2 separate regions of the Macaca mulatta genome follow, and region 1 is linked to region 2. Evidence: chromatin contacts called from public Hi-C data. All regions are on one chromosome and are shown on one strand. The core of a region is the stretch at or near the end of the contact, and the rest is flanking DNA. Distances in the headings are between cores, read along the strand shown. Region 1 holds the start of KLHDC2 (kelch domain containing 2). Region 2 holds the start of POLE2 (DNA polymerase epsilon 2, accessory subunit).

The links. Hi-C and Micro-C count contacts between places; a contact is called where the count stands out from the background.
Region 1: a contact with region 2 is called in a Hi-C map of fetal cortex germinal zone, with 4 times the contacts expected there. The contact joins the promoter of KLHDC2 here to the promoter of POLE2 in region 2. A contact is called at or near these places in 3 of 14 Hi-C or Micro-C datasets (cortical neurons, fetal cortex germinal zone and liver).

What each region holds. Positions count from the first base shown.
Region 1 is chr7:122,996,037-123,002,833 of T2T-MMU8v2.0, reverse strand. It overlaps KLHDC2 (kelch domain containing 2), which reads right to left and starts at 4,110. Exons shown (of 13, transcript XM_077940970.1): 1 at 4,058-4,110.
Region 2 is chr7:122,916,386-122,922,612 of T2T-MMU8v2.0, reverse strand. It overlaps POLE2 (DNA polymerase epsilon 2, accessory subunit), which reads left to right and starts at 1,302. Exons shown (of 19, transcript XM_028851535.2): 1 at 1,302-1,490. It overlaps KLHDC1 (kelch domain containing 1), which reads right to left and starts at 1,578. Exons shown (of 13, transcript XM_015143652.3): 1 at 1,408-1,578. The coding sequence starts at 1,512.

The DNA.
Region 1 (6,797 bases), core at 2,861-5,360, 77 kb before region 2:
CTCCCCCCAACCCATGCCACACACTCAAGGTAAAGCTCAATATAGATAGCTCTTAATTCAGAATTTTGATACAGCAGTTACAATAGGGCAAGAAGAGATCTCTGGGAACTTTTTTTTTTTTTAATCCAAGTCTCTATCGCTCAGGATGGAGTGCAGTGGCGCGATCTCTGCTGGCTCACTGCAACGTCCACCTCCTGGGTTCAAGCAATTCTCATGCCTCAGCTCCTGAGTAGCTGGGACTACAGATAGCTTGCCATCACACCTGGCTAATTTTTGTATTTTTAGTAGAGACAGGGTTTCACCATGTTGGCCAGGCTGGTCTCAAACTCCCGACCTCTAGCAATCCACCCACCTCAGCCTCCCCAAGTGCTGGGATTACAGGCTGTGAGCCATTGTGCCCAGCCAAGAGATCTCTGGGAACTCTCTAAGGCAGCTTTATCCTGAACAGAACCATGCACCAAATTTCAGCTGCAAGACTTCGGGAGACTACCTGTGCCATCGTCAGCAGGCTGTTACTGAAAGTGCCTGATCCACACTGATCCACACTAACACGATGCGTGGTTTTCTAGGCATGCCTTCCTTTCACCTATTCATTCTCTAAGCAGCAACAGAGAGGGCAGAACTGCAAATATGCAAAATATTAAATCCTCATGCAGAATTTTAAGTTCTTTGTTCTGCTCCATTTCCCTTCAGGTATTAATTCCTAACACAGACTGAGCCTACCATATGCTGCAGCTGAAAGCTATCCATGGATTGCTTTATGTAATCCTTACAACAACCCTAAAAAATAGCTGATTTTATGAGAAAATGAGTTTAGAGTTTAAGTAATTTGCCCAAGGTTATTTATGAAGTAATGGTGGCGCCAGGATTCTATCCTTTCCCTGAACTTTAACAACTGCTTGACATTCCCTGCCTTTGACCCTCCCTAGCCACTTTCCAAACAATGTTGATACAGTACACGACTGCGGCTAGCCAAAAATGGGTGTCAAAGTCCAGCAAGCTTGAATAATAAACATACAGAAACAGAACAGTTGACCATGTAAACACTTCTTTTTCCACCCCACCGGTGATGAAGGGAAAGGCTGGAAGTGGGCTGACCCAGAGGTGACCAGCCTGTCCTGGGGAGGAAAACTGCCTACTATGTAGGAAGCCAAGGTTTATTGCCTTTGAAACAGTCTCCAAGGGCTTCTGTGCCTACCCTCAGAGTTCCAGCCACCAGCCATAAATGGGGAGGGCAGTCTGTTTCAGAACCATCCAATTCAGTGATTGTGTGCTTCTCCCTGAATCAGTCCCAATCATCCAGGCCTTTTTAAATCCACCACAAGAAATACTCCACATTGAGAATCCTCCCCTGCCCCACTCCCAAAGTCTCATTCTTTCATGCTGTCATTTTAAAAATACAATTATGAATTAGGTAGCTTAGACAGAAGTGTAATTGACAGGTTTCTCCAGGGGAATTAATTTACATTTTTATAAGGGTGACTACATGCTTGCCCCCCTCCTTGCAATTCCCTACCCCTTTCTAAAGTATTTTTGAGACAGTTTCCTTCTTGTTGCCCGGGCTGGAGTGCAATGGCGCCGTCTCAGCTCACTGCAACCTCCGCCTCCCAAGTAGCCAGGATTAGGGCGCCCGTCACCACGCCCGGCTAATTTTTTTTGTATTTTTAGTAGAGACGGAGTTTCACCATGTTGGCCAGACTGGTCTCCAGCTCCTGACTTCAGGTGATCCACCTACCTTGGCCTCCCAAAGTGCTAGGATTAGAGGAGTGAGCCACCGCGCCCAGCCCCCCTTTCTATTTTCTAACCACATTCACCGGAGACTGGGAAAAACACTGCAGATTAATTAGGATTGGCAAAAAATTACTTCTGCAGTTAAACCAAATTAAAGTATCAGGACAGCTATCTTTGAAAGCTGTCTCAAAAATGGTCAACTATGATCAAATCAACTGTACCATAAGCTAAAAGCAATCACAAGGCATGGGCATAGGGAGGGCGGAGAACATTTTCAAGACCAAAGAGGAATTTTGTGGTAGGACTGGATCAGAGCCATCCCAGCAAATAAAATTTTAGATTTCCGAGGTAGCAGGGTAAAGAAGGGCAACTGGCTTTAAACTGCTAACTAATCACGTTGTTTATAACCAGGGGATCGGAGAGTCAAAGAGCTGCACTCTGTGTTCATTTGATGCTGTGGATTTTTTGGTTACTGGTGGAGCTTTTCCATTATCTTTAATACGGGTGTCTGCTGAAAAACTTCACCCAGCTGAAGCCAGAAGGAAAATAGTCCTGAGAGGTTCAAACAATAGTATGATGGCCATTTGCACAGGCGAGAAGGCTGAATAAGGTGATTCCTGTAACCTTTTGGAATTCCAGTTTTCCTACACCTCGGACTCCCCGTTAAGTGGGCAGCGGTTTCTAGCTCCAGAGGGTAAAGTCCTCGTAGGCCGTCCTGATAACGCGTCTGAGTGATATCACACACCGTCACCTTACACACCCCAACCCTTCCGAATGCACCGCCCAAGCAACATTAACAGGGCCTTCCCCGGAATAACGCTCCAATGGCAACAACGGGGGTGGGAGTGAGTTGGCTTTGTGAGCACCAGGTTGACGTGCCAGCAGCCCTGGAGGTTCGAGACGGGTTGGGGGACTCGAGAGAAGGAAGATTCCCGCGCGCAAGAAAAACCAACCAACGGGCAGAGTCTGAGGTGGGGCGCGCGACGGAGGCGGGGAGCGCCCTTGGCGGGCCGCTCTGGCCTCCCCGCCTGGCCGCGAACCCAGACCCAAGTCACAGCCGAGCGACGTCTGCCGCGGCCCGGCCACTCACTGACCTTGTAGCCGCCCCAGACGAACATGTGGCGCCCGTCGCTGACGGCTACGTGGCCGCTGCGCTCGGCGGGGCAGGCGAGCTCCATGGACTCATAGCTCTCGAAGGCTGGCCCCGGCAAGTCGTCCGCCCGCATATCCTCGTTGCCATCAGCCATCTTGAGGCTGCACTTTTGCTCACCAGGAATGCCCACACCCGCGAGGGGCCAAAGAAACAAAGGAAAAGGAGAGAAATGCACAGTGGCGCGCGGCAAAAAGAAGGCGGCGGCAAAAGGGACGGCGTTAAGGCCTCTTTGCCGCCTGCGCTCGCGTTTACCAGCCTCCTCGGCCGAGGACGGCTCTCCGCCGCCGCCGGGGCACGCCTGCAGACAGCGGGGCCGCGAGCGGAGCCAGGCGGCGGCGGCGCGGGCCCGGGACCCGGAGCACGGCGGGGAAGAGATCCGGGTCTGGCCGGCTCCCTCTTGCAGCCCGTCCGCCCCGCCTCCTGCAGCCCACGGCCTTGTTTACGCCCCGACCGGAAGCCGCCCGTTCCTCTGACGCCGCCCGCCGAGCTCCGGAAGCGAGGCTGCCGCTCAGCGCCCCCAGCGCCGAGTCCTCCCGCTGCCGCTGCCGCCGCCGCCGCCGCCGCCGCCTCCGCCCGCGCCACAGCCTACGGCCTGGGCACCGCAGCTCTGTGGGGCCCGGCGACTTCCAGTCGCGCTTCGAGTCTCCTTTCGCCGAGGGAACCACAGGGATAATGCCCTGAATCGGTCCCTGAAAGCTGCTGAATTTTAGCCGGATTCCTGCAATTTTTTTTTTTTTTCTTCCCGAGAATTTCTATTCGTTTGATTGAGGGATGATCTCAGAGGGTTCACAGCCCTGGCAGGGGCACCAGAATTGCTCCACTAGCAAGTTTCTGGTCTCGCCTTAGAGTCGATGCAGGCCCTGCTGTCCTGCGGGCGCGAGGGCAGGCGCTTAGCTCTCACGCGGGGCCCCGCCCGATCCCCGGCGGCCTCTCCCGAGCTCCCGCCGCCCCTGCCGGGCGCCGCTTCTGCAGGAATCTGTCGTTGCCGCCGCCGCCGTTGCCGCCAGCCGGGCAGCAGTGTTGGGTTGAAAAGCGTTTCCGAAGCCGTAATCACCCTTTTCTTCAGAGAGGAAGGCGGATCCTTTTCACGCATACACAGCTTTCTTTTGTTTTATATGATACCTTTCGATTGGGCCAAAAGAAAATTACGAGTTACCGTACTTGATACCTCACCTGTAAAACAGGGTGGGACAAAAATACACCTTAAATTCCTGATCTCACAGTGCCTCTAGAATTTATCGTGTTTGGTAGGAGGGGCGTGCTTCATTATCTCCATTTCCCTCATCTTCTGGTTGGGAGCACTCCATAGAAAATGAATACTTTGACCAATTAAAGCCTTTTCTTTTTAATTATTAAAATGTTTATAGCCTGACACTCCTCCCCTAGTGGACCAGTGTGTTTACTTGAACTCAAGAACTTGAAAGTTACTTAAGAGGATTAATTAAAGCCTTCAACAAGGAAGCAAATCACCTTGAGGCTGTTAAGACCTTATCTGCCACCCATCCTGGTTGGTGCCCTCATCTGTCTGGCTCACAGGATTCTTGCAGCAGTGCCTTCTCCCAGTGCAATTATGCTCACTAGACTGCGATTATCGAAGTTCCTTGTGAACCAACCTTGGGAATCTGATCAAGTCACTTGAAAACCTTGTGCTGGCTCCCGTCGTCCTTAGTAGAATCCAAATTTCAAATCTCGGCTGGGCGCGGTGGCTCACGCCTGTAATCCCAACACTTTGGGAGGCTGAGACAGGAGGATCACCTGAGGTCAGGAGTTCGAGACCAGTCTGGCCAACATGGCGAAACCCCTTCTCTACTAAAAATACAAAAAAATTACGCAGGCGGGGTGGCCGGTGCCTGTAATCCCAGTTACTTGGGAGGCTGAGGCGGGAGAAACTCTTGAAGCCCGGAGGTGGAGGTCACAGTGAACCGAGAGGGCATGGTTGTACTCCAGACTGGGCAACAAGAATGAAACTCCGTCTCAATAATAATAATAATAATAATTCATATCACAGTGCTGTGCAAGAAGACTCAGCATGGTCCAGCCCCAGCTTGCCTTTCCAGCTTCAATTCCTGGCTGGGTCCTCCTTCCAGCTACAGCTACATTACCCTTCTATCACCTTTTTGTTTGTTTGTTTTTGTATTTGAGAGCAGTCTCGCTCTTGTCCCCCAGGCTTGAGTGCAATGGCTCGATCTCGCTCACTGCAACCTCCGCCTCCCAGATCCGAATGATTCTCCTGCCTCTGCATCCCGAGTAGCTGGGATTACAGGTGTCTGCCACCACTCCCGGCTAATTTTTGTATTTTTAGTAGAGATGGGGTTTGGCCGTGTTGGCCCGGCTGGTCTCGAACTCCTGACCTCAAGTGATCCTCCCACCTCGGCCTCCCAAAGTGCTGGAATTACAGGGCCACTGCACTCGGCCATAACTTATTCTTCACCTCTCAATTCAGTTGAAACTTCCTTGGGGAAACCTTTCTGGATGCCCCAGTCTACTTTTAGGTTCCCTATTAGATGCTGTTAGCATCCTTGGTACTTCTCCATACCACTTATTAAAACCATCATGTAATTAATTACTTGTCTATTGTTAGTTTCCCCTGTTAAATTCTAAGCTTGAAGTATGAGCTTAACTTCAGTGGCCTCTTGCGCATGTTGCAAAACCACCTTCTGTCAAAGATATGAGAAGTTTGCTTTTCCTCTGAATACAGCTAATCAGCTAACACAGTCACCTTATCAGGTGAATCTAGGATGAACTGTGTGTGACAAGTGGTACTGTTAAGTCCTCTTACTGGAAGACTAGTTATTGTTTTTCTTGAGACCGTGTATGTAATGCTTTGTATCTGCTTGGCTATATGAAAAGGTGAGATTTCTTTGTCCTTGCAATCTCTTAGCAGATTGCCTGTGATGGACATCACATTCTGGTTTAATGCTTATTCAACAAATGAAAGCGCTTTCTCAACTACCTTTGTGGAAAGGCTTTCTGGGTTGGGAAAATATTTTGTTTTTAATTCTGTTTCCCCAACAGAGGCACTCAGAAAATATTTGTCACAGGTATGAGTGGGTTACCATGGTAATGGAAGAGATTACCATTATCAGGATTAGACTGAGGAATATTTTCTAATATCATACATTCAAAATCCTTATAAAAGAGTCCCTCTTTGAATCAGATCATTGCTTCACTCCTGTGGCATTTTAAATATAATAATAATCACTAACATCCCCTAAGTTTCTACCCACTACATTCTATCCTTAGAACCATAGGGGCCACAGCTTCTAAGGGACTAAATATAGTACCATAAACATTTCTGGATGCATAAATCAATACATCTTTACCTAGAGTCAAAGATATGTTGAATATGTGTGTGTGTGTATTTATTTATTAATTTATTTTAGGTGCAGTCTCGCTCTGTCACCCAGGCTGGAGTGCAGTGGCACGATCTTGGCTCACTGCAACTTCTGCCCCCACCAGGTTTAAGTGAGTCTCCTGCCTCAGCCTCCCGAGTAGCTGAGACTACAGGCTAACGCCACCTTGCCTGGCTAATTTTTGTATTTTTAGGAGAGATGGGGTTTCAACATGTTGGCCAGGATGGGTCTCAATCTCCTGACTTCGTGATCCACCCACCTTGGCCTCCCAACATCCTGGGATTACAGGTGTGAGCCACCGCGCCCAGCCTATATTTCATATATAAATGCCATTTAATAAAATACTATAATATCCACTTTGATTTACTATTTATGTTTCAAACCATACTTTTATCCTACTTAGAACAGTAACAACAAAAAGAGTCTCTGAAACACATTAATTAGTTTTATTATAAGCAGAGTTTCTCATTGTATCAAAGTATAGTTCCAAGCCCTGTGGGTACCTGGAGATCTTTTCAGGGGCTCCTTAAGGAACTCTCTTTTCTAACTATGTACCTGTG
Region 2 (6,227 bases), core at 53-2,552:
TTTGTATTTTTAGTAGAGACGGGGTTTCACCATGTTGGCCAGGCTGTTCTCGGACTCCTGACTTCAGGTAATCCACCCGTCTCAGCCTCCCGAAGTGCTGGGCTTACGGGTGTGAGCCACCACGCCCGGCCAGGTACATTTTTTTTTTACACATAATACTATTGCATACTTAACACACTACAGTGTAAACATGACTTTTATATACACTAAGATATAAAAAAATTCGTATGACCGCGCTTTATTGCAGTGGTCTGGAACAGAACCCACCATACTTTCGACGTATGCCTGTCTGTTGGTCATTTCAATGTGATTCAGTCATGTCACAGGTCTGTCATATAATGGTAGCGAGACAGAAGATGTAGGTTCTACTATCAGTAGAACTTCCAGATGGCTTAAGAAAAAAAATCTGTAAACTAAGAGGGTTGGCATATAGTATTCCTGTTTTCCAGCTTTACCATTCTTGCTTCTATAATTCTGTGATTATGGACACACAACACACACATACGTTCAAACCTCCATTGTAACAAGAATTTTAAAGCATAATATTCCTTAGCATATTATTGCTAACATGGGTCTATTCTGAGACTAGAAAAATATTCGTAGCCATTAGTAAAGAAACACCACTAAAAATAGCTTAGAAATATTTAAATATATAGGCCAGGCACGGTGGCTCAGGCTTGTAATCCCAGTACTCTGGGAAGCCAAGGAGGGCGGATCACCTGAGGTCGCTCGAGACCAGCCTGACCAACATGGGAAACCCTGTCTCAACTAAAAATACAAAACTAACCGGGCATGATGGCACATGCCGGTAATCCCAGCTACTAGAGAGGCTGAGGCAGGAGAATCGCTTGAACCTGGGGTGGCGGAGGTTACGGTGAGCTGAGATCGTGCCATTGCACTCCAGCCCTGGGCAACAAGAGCGAAACTCCATCTCAAAAACAAAAACAAAAAAAAAAACAAAAAAAAAAATTTAAATGCTTCAGTGATTTCAATATTTTATTTCGAATCGCGCCGTGGGAATAAGGAAATATATACAAAATGATACCGCGCGGCGTCCTCGGGTCCTTCTAAGTCTGCGCCAGTATGTAAGGATAATACTTAATCGCGCTGTAACTGCCTTTGCATTGGGCAGACCCGGGTTACTGAACTGCTGGGGGTGGGGGGCGGAGAATGGAAAGACGCCCGGAGCCGGGTCTGAGGCTTTAACAGAAGTAGTAACGGCGGGACGACGTCAAGCCCTGGCGCGGCTGTGGGGGCGGCGGCCAGCGGAGGGGCTGGGGGGGGCGGCAGGCGCCGGGCGCGCCAGGCCTGGGCCGCGGCCTCGGGAGCGGGTGTGGCGGGCGCTGCGTCCGCTCAGGCCGAGCGTCTCCCGGCGCGAGTTCGCCCCGTCCCGCCTCTTCCCCTTACCACGTAGCCCCCCCACACGTAGAGGAAGTTTCCGTCCACCACGGCGCAGTGGCCGCTGCGTTCCTCCGCCACGCAGAACAGCTGTGAGTCCGCCATTCGCGCCATCGCTGGCCCGCCGCTTGCCGCGCCACAGCCCCTGCCCGCCCGGCGGCCTAGCCTCCAGTCCCGACTGCTCCACGCACGAACGGAACGCGGCGAGGGTCGAGATTGGTGGAAGGCGGAGTCAGTGCGTCTGCTACGTCCCGCGGCTTTCGCTCGGGGAGTAGAGCGAGGGGCGGCGCGGCTGCGGAGGGACGTCTGGCTCCTGGCAGTGGGGAAGGGGCCTGGGGTTCCCACGCGCAGATTCCTTCTCTCTTGGAATTGTGTTTTGGCAGTACAGCCTCATTTAGTAGTCAGTCTGTAGTCAAATTCCTTGATTATCTCAAAATGTCGTTTCTACAGTTGGTTTGTCCAGCATTGTAATTCGTTGTTAACGCTTTATGTCTTTTTTACTCTAGAATAGCTTCTCTCCCTTCTCTCTTGTGCCATTGGTTTGTTATATGGATTAGTTTTCTTATTTTCCTACAGCCTTCTGGGTTTGGTTCCTCAATGTCCTTTCTCATTAACTTGTGCAAGCTTTCCCCATATTTCTTTTAGGCTGGAAGCTGTATCTAAAAGCTTTATTAGATTCTAGTTCAGATTTTTTTTTTTTTGAAAATACTTCATATTGCATCACATTAGAAGGCACTTAAGTGTGGTGCAACTTAATGATACTTTCTATTGTTTATTTTTGATGACACAAATAAACAGAGTATCTGCTCCTTTTCTTACACAAAAGGAAGTATATACAGTGTTCCTTAACTTGCTCTTTTCACTTGACGATCCATATCAGGGTACAGCGGTCTCCTCAGTCCTTTTTTTAGCTTCATAGCACTCCACTGATTGGAGGTGTCATAGCTTATTCAAACAGGTTATTGATGGACATATCGGTTATTTCCAGGTTTTTTGGCTATCATAAATAATGCTGCGATGAATAACGTTATGCATATGTTATTTTGTATTTGTAGAAGCCTATCTTTGGAGTGGAGTTCTAGATGTGGAATCCTATTTAACTTTACAAGATGTAACTGGATTTCCCTCAATAGGAGTTGTGTGCCGTGCGCAGTGGCTCACGCCTGTAATCTCACCCCTTTGGGAGGATGGGGTGGGCGGATCACTTGAGCTCAGGAGTTTGAGACCAGCCTGGCCAACCTGGGCAATCCCGTCTCTACTAAAAATGCATAAATTAGCATGGTGGCGCATGCCTGTAATCCCAGCTACTTGGGAGGCAAAGGCAGGAGAATCGCTTGAATCCAGGACGTGGAGGTTGCAGTGAGCCGAGATCGCGCCACTGCACTCCAGTCTGGGCGACAGAGCAAGATTCCTTCTCAAAAAAAGAAAAAAGAAAAATTCAAGATAGACAAAAGTGACCTATGGTAATAGAAAGCAGAAAAGTGGTTATTTGGGAGTAGGGAGGCGGAGGGGATTGATAAAAAGGAGTACAGGAAGTGTTCTGGAGTGATGAAAATGTTCTACTGTATCTTGATTGAGGTGGTGGTTACATAGGTGTATACATTTATCAAAATGCATTGAACTGCATACAGATATGTGCATTTTACTTAGTGTAAACTATGTGTCAATTATAATTCTCACTCCATCACTTTATTGTTACTAGTAATATTGGTATTGTATTTTTGAAATGGAGCACTTGTCCTCCTGGACTGTAGAGTCTGGTGGAGTCTACAGACCAGCAAACAGACAACATACCGTGCAGTAAGTGTGAAAATAGCAAAAGTCCAGGGCACCTTGGGTCTACAGAGGTCCTTTAACTCAGATTGAGGGGAGACAGGGAAGGTTCCTGAGGGAAAGTAAAGTCTAAGCTAAGAACTGAAAGATGAATGGAAGTTGTTCAGGGAACTTTGATTTGTGAGAGGGTAGAGTCAAGAATATGCCTAGTTTACCAGCTTGGTCACTGGGTGGAAGGTGGGTGGAGCCCTTCACTAGGTTAGTCAATATGGGAGGAGCAACAGGTTTTGGTGGTGGTCCGGGAGGGCAGGGGCAATGGTGAGTTCATTTGGAGGCACAGTGAGTTGGATTTGAAGTCTAAGAGAGCTAAGGGGTAGAGATAGGGATTTTGGAGTCATCAGCATATAATTGTTCATTTAAGTATTGGGACTTTATGAGCTGGCCAGGTGAAGGAGCCATAGAAGAAGTTGAAAATTTATGAGAGAAAGAGAATTGTGATTGGGAAAATTTATGGGAAAATGGGAATTGTGAGGTCAGATTGTGAGAGGAAGCTGGGCAACTGGAATTGATTATTTTCTCTCCAATTTCTTAATATAAAAGATAGCAAACAAAAAAAGTTGAAAAAATAGTTCAAGGAGTACCTGTGTATCTTCCACTCCAGGTTAATAATTATTAATACTACCACACTAGTTTTATACTAGTTTTATTATTAATACTACCATACTAGTTGGTATGTGTGTGTCTGTCTTTTTCATTTTGTTGAATTATTTGAGAGTGGGAGGTGTAATGTTGCACTTCAGCACACATTTTCTAAAAACAGGGATGTTTACTTACATAACCACAATATTATTACTACACGTAAGAAAATCAACTGTTTTTTTTGTTTGTTTGTTTTTTGAGACGGAGTCTCGCTCTGTTGCCCAGGCTGGAGTGCATTGTCACATCTCCGCTCATGCAAGCTCCACCTCCCAGGTTCATGCCATTCTCCTGCCTGAGCCTCCTGAGTAGCTGGGACTACAGGCGCCCGCTACCACGCCCGGCTAATTTTTTGTATTTTTTTTCAGTCCAGACGGGGTTTCACCGTGTTAGCCAGGATGGTCTCGATCTCCTGACCTCGTGATCTGCCCGCCTCGGCCTCCCAAAGTGCTGGGATTACAGGCGTGAGCCACCGCGCTTGGCTGTTATTTCTTGATATAATTTGATATTCAGAATTCCTGAGTTGTATTATAACTATAGCTTTTTCTTCCAAACTGGGACCCAATCAAAGCTTACCTATTGCATTTGGTTGTTAAGTTCTTTTAGTCTTTTTTTTTTTTTTTGAGACAGAGTCTTGCTCTGTCGCCCAGGGCAGAGTGCAGTGGCACAATCTCAGCTCACTGTAACTTCCGCCTCCCAGGTTCAAATGATTCTCCTGCCTCAGCCTCCCGAATAGCTGGGATTACAGGCGCCTACCACCACGCCCGGCTAATTTTTGTATTTTTAATAGAGATGGGGTTTCACCATGTTGGCCAGGCTTGTCTCAAACTCCTGACCTCAGGTATCTGCCTACCTCAGCCTCCCAAAGTGCTGGGATTATAGGTGTGAGCCACTGCCCATGGCCGGTTTTTGTTGTTGTTTTTTGTTTTTGAGACAGAGTCTCACTGTGTGGCCCAGGCTGGAATGCAGTGGCATGAACTTAGCTCACTGAAACCTCTGCCTCCTGGGTTCAAGCAATTCTCCTGCTAAGTTTGATACTTGATTAAGGTGGTAACCTCTGAATGTTCCATTGTAAAAGTGCATTTTCCCCTGTATAATTATCAGTTATCCGGAGGATGATATTTTGGGACTGTGCAAATATCCATTTCCTAAAACACTTTACTTAATAGCTTTATCATTTTATGTCCCTATTCCCCCTCCTTTCATGCCCATAGGTAACCATTTATTCCTTGTTCATCCTTCTAGGGGGTAAGCAGATAATCCCCATTATTTGTGCATTCCTTATTCGCAAATTCACCTGTTCACTAACATTTATTTGTAATGCCCAAATCAATGTTGGAAGCTTTCATGGTCTTTTGAGGACATGCATAGAGAAGCAGAACATTTGAGTTGCCTATCACGTACATTCCCAGATGAGGTTAAACAGAGTGACACTGCCTTCTCGTGTCATCTCTCATACTATAAGTAAATGTCCCTTTTCTGGTACATTTAGTGCTGTATTTTCAGCATTTTTGCTATTTTTGTTGGTGATTTTGCTGTTTAAAGTTGCCTCCAAGCACAGTGCTAAAGTTTTGTCTAGTATTTGAAGGTACAAGAAGGTTGTAATGTGCCTTATGGAGAAAACACATGTAATAAATAAGCTTCCTTCAGCTATGAGTTATAGGGCTGTTGGCCCTGAGTTCAGTGCTAATGAATCACAATATAAAGATGTTTTTAAATAAAAACACACATAAAACAAGGTTATATATTGGTCAGTTGATGAAAACATTGTCACCAGACGCTCACAGGAACTTAATTCTGTACTTCCCCTAGTAGCAATGGTTTAGTATTCACTAATTATTTGTTGGTGGCTACTTATAAAATCTAACTATCACAGGTACAGTAATGAGAATTAACTGTATGTCTTTCTATTCCTATCTCCTATCCTTTCTTACATAAAAATTAAAAATTTATTTGTACTTTTTGTCTTTGAAAAATATTTCACTAAATAAAGAGAACTGTGTTCAAAAATCACTTGTGATGTTATGTTACCAATTTAATATGCAATTAGGTGTATTGGTTTTAGTATGCATTCAATTTTAAGCTCACCTTTTTATTTTCTATTTTTTGAATACATAAGACATACACATGCATTAAAAGTCTCACTGTAAAGAAAGTTTTCACTTTCATCCCTATCGCCTCACCCCTTTATAGTTAATCATTTTTGTGGTCTCTAGTTTAACCTTCCAGAGTTGTTTTGTTGTTGTTGTTTTGAGACAGTCTGGCTCTTGTTGCCTAGGCTGGAGTGCAATGGCGCCATCTTGGCTCAGGGCAACCTCCGCTTCCCGGGTTCAAACGATTCTCCTGCTTCAGCCTCCCGA